Linked DNA regions of Zea mays: region 2 is linked to region 1. A link is a contact called in public Hi-C data. All regions are on one chromosome and are shown on one strand. Each heading gives the region's core, a stretch centred on a gene start, on an enhancer-like site or on the middle of the called end of the contact. The rest is flanking DNA. Distances are from core to core; before and after follow the strand shown. Region 1 holds the start of LOC100276530. Region 2 holds the start of LOC103634483 (ecotropic viral integration site 5 protein homolog).

Evidence for each region. A called contact is a pair of places that touch in the nucleus more often than the background predicts.
Region 2: a contact with region 1 is called in a Hi-C map of ear, with 2.5 times the contacts expected there. The contact joins the promoter of LOC103634483 here to the promoter of LOC100276530 in region 1. A contact is called at or near these places in 3 of 25 Hi-C or Micro-C datasets (ear, leaf and tassel).

Annotation. Positions count from the first base shown.
Region 1 is chr1:42,977,882-42,980,894 of Zm-B73-REFERENCE-NAM-5.0, forward strand. It overlaps LOC100276530, which reads left to right and starts at 1,704. Exons shown (of 6, transcript NM_001150296.2): 1 at 1,704-2,047. The coding sequence starts at 1,815.
Region 2 is chr1:43,188,616-43,191,631 of Zm-B73-REFERENCE-NAM-5.0, forward strand. It overlaps LOC103634483 (ecotropic viral integration site 5 protein homolog), which reads left to right and starts at 1,650. Exons shown (of 18, transcript XM_020546088.3): 1 at 1,650-2,103; 2 at 2,766-2,835; 3 at 2,925-3,016. The coding sequence starts at 2,069.

The DNA of each region.
Region 1 (3,013 bases), core at 454-2,953:
TGGACAAGACACACGGTGATTTTTACTGTGGTTCAACCAATGCCTACTCCACGTTGTGGTGACCTTCTTTGGTCAAGGCTTGCACTCAACTCCTCTCAAGTGATCCAAAGATCAAACTTGAGTACCACATCAGTCTTCCTTATATCAATATCCCGTTGTAAGGAATCTCCACAAATAGGAGTCTCTCACACCTTACACAAGTGATTGGAATAAAAAACTAGAGTAAAGACAGGAGTAGAGACACAAGCAAGAGCACAACGCAACAACAACACACACAAGTAAAAGAGAGAGCGCACGAAACAAAACGATAGAGTTACATCTCAAGAACGCACTCAAATCTCTTTCTAACAATTCAACATCGTGGTCGCAGAGATTTAGAGTTGTAATGTGTTTGTAAGTCGCCTAGAGGGGGTGGATAGGCGGAAACTGAAATTTATAACTTTAAACACACTATAAGCCGGGGTTAGCCTTAGAATAAAAACCGAGTCCGAGAGAGAGGGGAAAACAAATCAACCAAAGAAATATAACGGCTATATCAACGACTACTATGCATTAAATGTATCGTCAGATGTCAGGTACGACAGTCGCGGACGGTCCGGTCGTGCACCCCGGACGGTCCACGAGGACGCTAAAAATACATTTTACCGAACCCGTCACCTTCGGGTTTTTCCTGGTTTTCACCGACCGGACGGTCCGCGCCTGAGACCGGACGGTCCACGCTTGGTCTCGAACGGTGCTCGCTTCTCCATTGGACGGTCCGTAGTGTAGACTTGTGTTTTTGCAGTGTTCCTGTCCGAGGGTCACCTTGGTGCCGAGGACGGTCCGCCGCAGGGGCCAGGACGGTCCGCACATAGATGTTTTTCCAAAAAGCCAGACAGTCAATTTAGAATAGTTGTAGATGAACTTATGCACTTGTGAAATGATTAATTGGGCAAACTGGTTAGTCCACAAGGTTTGTGATGGTCGTCAAACACCAAAATCGATTATAGGAAATATTGAGACTATTTCCCTTTCAGTGCTCAAAGGGTGCTTGGGTACTGCTCCATGGCGCCTAGGGGTCCTTTTATAGCCCCAAGGGACATAGGATACACTGAAGCTCCATTTGGAAGACCATAGGATACACTGAAGCTCCATTTGGAAGACCATAGGATACACTGAAGCTCCATTTAGAAGACCCTGGTTGCCTTCTGTCTGCGAGTGCATCGGAGTGGTCTAGTGCCCGTCAGTTATGGAAGGTGCCCAGTCAGATAACGAAGTAGTAATACAAGACATATGTAGGAGAACTCTATCTCTTTATTATGAAGGGGTATGTTTTCTTTTATAGAAACTCTAAACCCCCAGGTAGTTTCAGTGTTAGCCTATAAAACCCCTATTATGACTAGTCTGGGAGAAGGGGATAAACCTAGAGAGAGAAAACAGTCACAAATACTAAATATCGTATTCAAATATCACGCGAAGGGATTGCTCATCCTAAAGAGTTAGCTTAGAAACTCAAATCACCTTCGATTCTAAACTAGCCGAAAAAATAAGGAGATTCAAGGAGATTTATGTTTTCAAACTAAGAAATGATGAACATTAAAGAGTCCAGAAACCAGGCCCAACTAAGGCCCATTTATGTGTACTATCCCAACCCAAAAGGCATGTTCCCGTGAAGCGGCGTGCCGCGACCGACCGCAAAGGGCAGGTCCACGAAGGTAAAGGGCAAAGGAAAGAGCAGCAGCGTTGCAGCGACGAGCACAAAAAGAAAAAGGAAATTCCTCTCAACATCACCAGACCACGACCTCCCTGCCGAGCTCCCTCCCTCTCCGTTGGTGATGGCATCTCAGAGCTCCAAGACCGCGGACACCGCCGCGCCTCCGCCGGAGGTTGCAGCCACCGGAGAGGCGGCTCCGGGCGCGGCTTCTTCAACACCGGCACAAAACCCTAACGCTGCTGCAACCGCAGTGGCCGGGGCCACGGATCTAGAGAAGAAGATGCGCCGCGCGGAGCGGTTTGGGATGCCAGTACTGATGTCAGAGGAGGAAAAGCGCAGCAGTCGCGCCGAGAGGTAAGTGTTTTGTGGATCCCCTTTCCTAGGGCTTAGAGGATTTGTCCTAACAAATCCTAAGTTCATGTTGAGAAGTGTTCTTTTCAAGCACAATATGTAGGTAATCTCCTAACAATATAGATGTAGTGCAATACTGCAGCATGCATGTCTTGGTCATTGGGTGTGTTGAATTGCAACACTGTAGGCTTTTAGGTAAAGTACATAGAAAAGATCTAGTCCCGTGGGTGATGTTGCAGCAATTCTGTGCTCTGCATTATTTGATGAGGTGTCCAATTGTTGCTTCTCTTCATAGAGATGCCAGTGCATTTCAGGACCTAAGCAGTTAGGTCCTTGCATGAATGATGTTTTATTGTTTAAGTGTTTCATGCAGTTTATAACTAAGTCACTTGATTGTTGATACCTTTGAGCCTTTCTAATTTTGTAGGCCATGTGCCCCCTTGATACTGCCTGTATATTGAATTTTCACCCTTGATTTCCATCCATCGTTTCTGTGTTTGTTGTGTAGGATATTCAATTAGAAGTTCAAAAGATTTAGGTACTTAATTCAATTCATTGGTGCCCAGTCTTTAGATCCCCACACAAAATTGTGGACAGTTAGATGCAAAACCTAGTAAATAAAAATTCAAAGTGTACCAGTCTGTTTTTCTTCTAGTTTTAATCTACTCTGTTAAACATCAAAGGAAAAACAATTACATGGTTTGGTTTTGCAAGAAAAACACAAGTCCCCAAATGGAGCTTACTGGTATATTGTCTATCTAATTAAGCCATATGTTTAGATTTGAGCCATCAAGACTATGGACTACTACTAGTTTTTAAAGAAGTTTAACTTTTGGTTTGATGTTTCTAACCTCGGTGATAGTCAGATCTCAGATCTGAGTGTGCTAGATTAGTGCCTGTCTGGCATGGTTTCCGTTGGCTCAGGCTCGTGCTACAGTTCCATTGGCTCCTAGTTTATTTCAGTGAGAG
Region 2 (3,016 bases), core at 400-2,899, 210 kb after region 1:
AAATGTGTTGAAGCAGGAAGATGATGATGGTATCATGTATGACGAAGAAGTAGTCGATGGAGGCAGCTCAAGTGAGGATGAAATTATATCCAGGTGTCACAACAATTTGGTGCAACAACAAAAAATGATTGTGCTGTTGGTTCCTATCTTGGGTATGTACTCTGATAACTACTTCCTGAAACTACCTAAAAGGGTCGCTGGGGATTCTGGTTTGGAATGGGTGCAAGAGACACTAGCAAGAGATACCCAATGTTACAACATGTTTAGGGTTGAGAGGCCTTTATTTTATAGACTGCATAATACTTTGGTCCGTAGATATGGGTTGAAATCCACTAAAAAATTGACATCTGTAGAGGCTCTTGCTATGTTTTTATGGATTGTTGGAGGCTCACAGGCAGTTAGACAGGCTGACAACCGTTTTAGGAGGTCTATGGAGACAGTAAGTAGGACATTTAGCAGAGTTTTGACATGCCTCCTGAAGTTAGCACATGACAACATTGCACCCAAGGACCCAACATTTGCAGAGATGCACCCAAATTTAGAGAATCCAGCATTTTGGCCAAAGTTCAACGATTGCATAGGAGCTATCGATGGGACACATATCAAGGTTGTGGTTGATAAGAGTAAGAGGATTCCATATTTGAACAGGCACAATGAGACCAGTCAAAATGTGCATGCTGTTTGTGATTTTGACATGAGATTTACCTTTGTGTTGTCGGGATGGCCTGGTTCAGCACATGACATGAGAGTTTTCAAAGATGCCATAACTACTCATCACCACAAATTTCCACATCCACCACCAGGTTTTCTTACTTCACCTTTCTTGCAACAATTTTAAACCAATTAAACTAGTTCATCTAAGTCTTATCGTTTACCTTTCAAAATATGTAGGCAAGTATTATGTGGTTGATGCGGGTTACCCAAATCGTCCGGGATACCTTTCACCATACCGGTGTACAAGGTACCATGTCGAGCAATGGCATAACGGCCCACCGCCCCAAGGTATGAAAGAAGTCTTCAACCATGCACATGCCAAAGTTAGAAATGTGATAGAAAGAAGTTTTGGAGTGTTGAAGATGAAGTTTAGGATTTTGTTGAACATGCAAAGATTTCCAGAGGACAAGCAAACTAGAATTATTGTTGCATGTATGCCTCTTCACAATTTTATTCGAGAGAGTAGAATTGCGGATCGAGAATTCGAAGCATGTGATGCCGATGAAAATTATAACCCAATGCCTAGTTCTGCAGCATCAACATGGCCAGAAGACGAACCTCTTGTTGAAGATGTCAACATGAATGCCTTCCGTGATGAATTAGCTCATGCTTTGTTTCATGGAGTGTAATTTTTTTAATATTGATTAAGGACTTGTATGTTCGTATGGGACATCACATTTGTATGCAGAAATTAAATTGTGATTTGGATGTTTGATTTGTGAAAATAAATTTATTTGTGTTATTTGTGTGTGGGAGAAGCCACACAAGAGTTTGCCACACTAAATCCGGATAAGGAAAGGTTTATTGTAAACTAGCCCTTGGATCCAAACATGTAGAGGGCTAGAGCTAGTTTGGGCTAGAGTTAGAGCTAGAAACTAGCTCTAGCTCTAGCCGGGCTTGAAGGATCCAAACAGAGCCACAGTACAAGAACACTTGATCAGTGGTGGTCCAATCCCTCTGGTCCCACTGGCCACAGAAACATCCCTTCCTCACCGAACCACCTGACGAGCTAGGACCAAAGCTTGGGAGCTGGGACCTGACACAGCCACACCGGAATAGCACGCACGATCGGTACCCTGCCATGATTAAAGCTACCAGCGTGCCTGATGCATTTTTTCTCTGATGAAGAACCATCGATCGATTATAAAGCATCATTTGTCCATTTTGACCAATTAGTTTCCAGGTCAAAACCAGGCGATTACTTTCCAGAGTCCAGACCCATTCAAAGCTCTCCGCCGTCCTCCTTGCTCCTACTCGGGCTACGACGCTGCGCCGGTAGGCACGAGGCGTTCGACGAGTCTCTGCGCTCCGACCGGCCACCACGGCGCGTGCCGGGAGCCGCGCGGCGGCGGCCATGGGCGCCGCGGCCTTGGACTTCGAGTACAAGAGGTTCGTATAAGTACCATACCATACTCCCGTGTCTTCTTCAATTGAAATCCATGCAGGAGGCAGGGCAAAAGCGCGCCCGCGGGCGTGCGCGAAATCGTCGTGCCGCGCGCCACGTGCTCCGGTGCTCTAGCGTCGACGCAAAATGACCTTTTTTTTTCTTCTTCTCTCTGTCTCCTCTTCGCCGTCCCCAATCTGCGCTGCCCCCTTTTTCTCCAATTCAATTCCTCTTCGTCGCCTCGCGCATGGGCATTCCTCGTGCGCCGCGGCAGCGCAGTTAACGCCAGCGCGCGTGGCTTCACCCGGTCTTGCCACGACCCGTTGCAATCCTGATTCCCTTCCTCTCCAGAATTCCTCCTCCCATGTGCGTGGATCTCGGGGCCCGTGCGGGCTAGGGTTTATGGCTTTGGTCAATCCATGGCGTGCGGTGGCGAGGTCGCGCTGTCGCTTCTTCTTTAATGCGCGCTGATCCCCATGGACGCCGAGTCCCCACGGTAAATCCCACAAAAAGGCGGGTCCCTTTGCCCATTTCGCCTGCCTCCTTTTCTCTGCTATGGTCTCTTGTTCTCCGTTCCTTGTTTTCATATTGGCCTGAGGAGGGGGGGAATGCCTTTGTTGGGGTTCCCTCCGGGAGCTGTGGTTGATGGTCCTGAGGTTTGGCGCAGGGACGCTTATGGTTTCGCGGTGCGGCCACAGCATCTGCAGCGTTTCCGCGAGTACGCCAAGATTTACAAGGTAGTAATTTATTTTACCGTGCTGGAAATGATGTTCCTTGTCTGTTTATGGCAGATTTTTTATTTTGCCTTTTGAGGATTGTTTGTTAGGAAGAGGAGGAGGAGAGGGCGCACAGATGGAGAGACTTCTTGGACAGGTTGGCTGATGCAGCGAATGTGCCCACTACACCCAGCGTTTCACC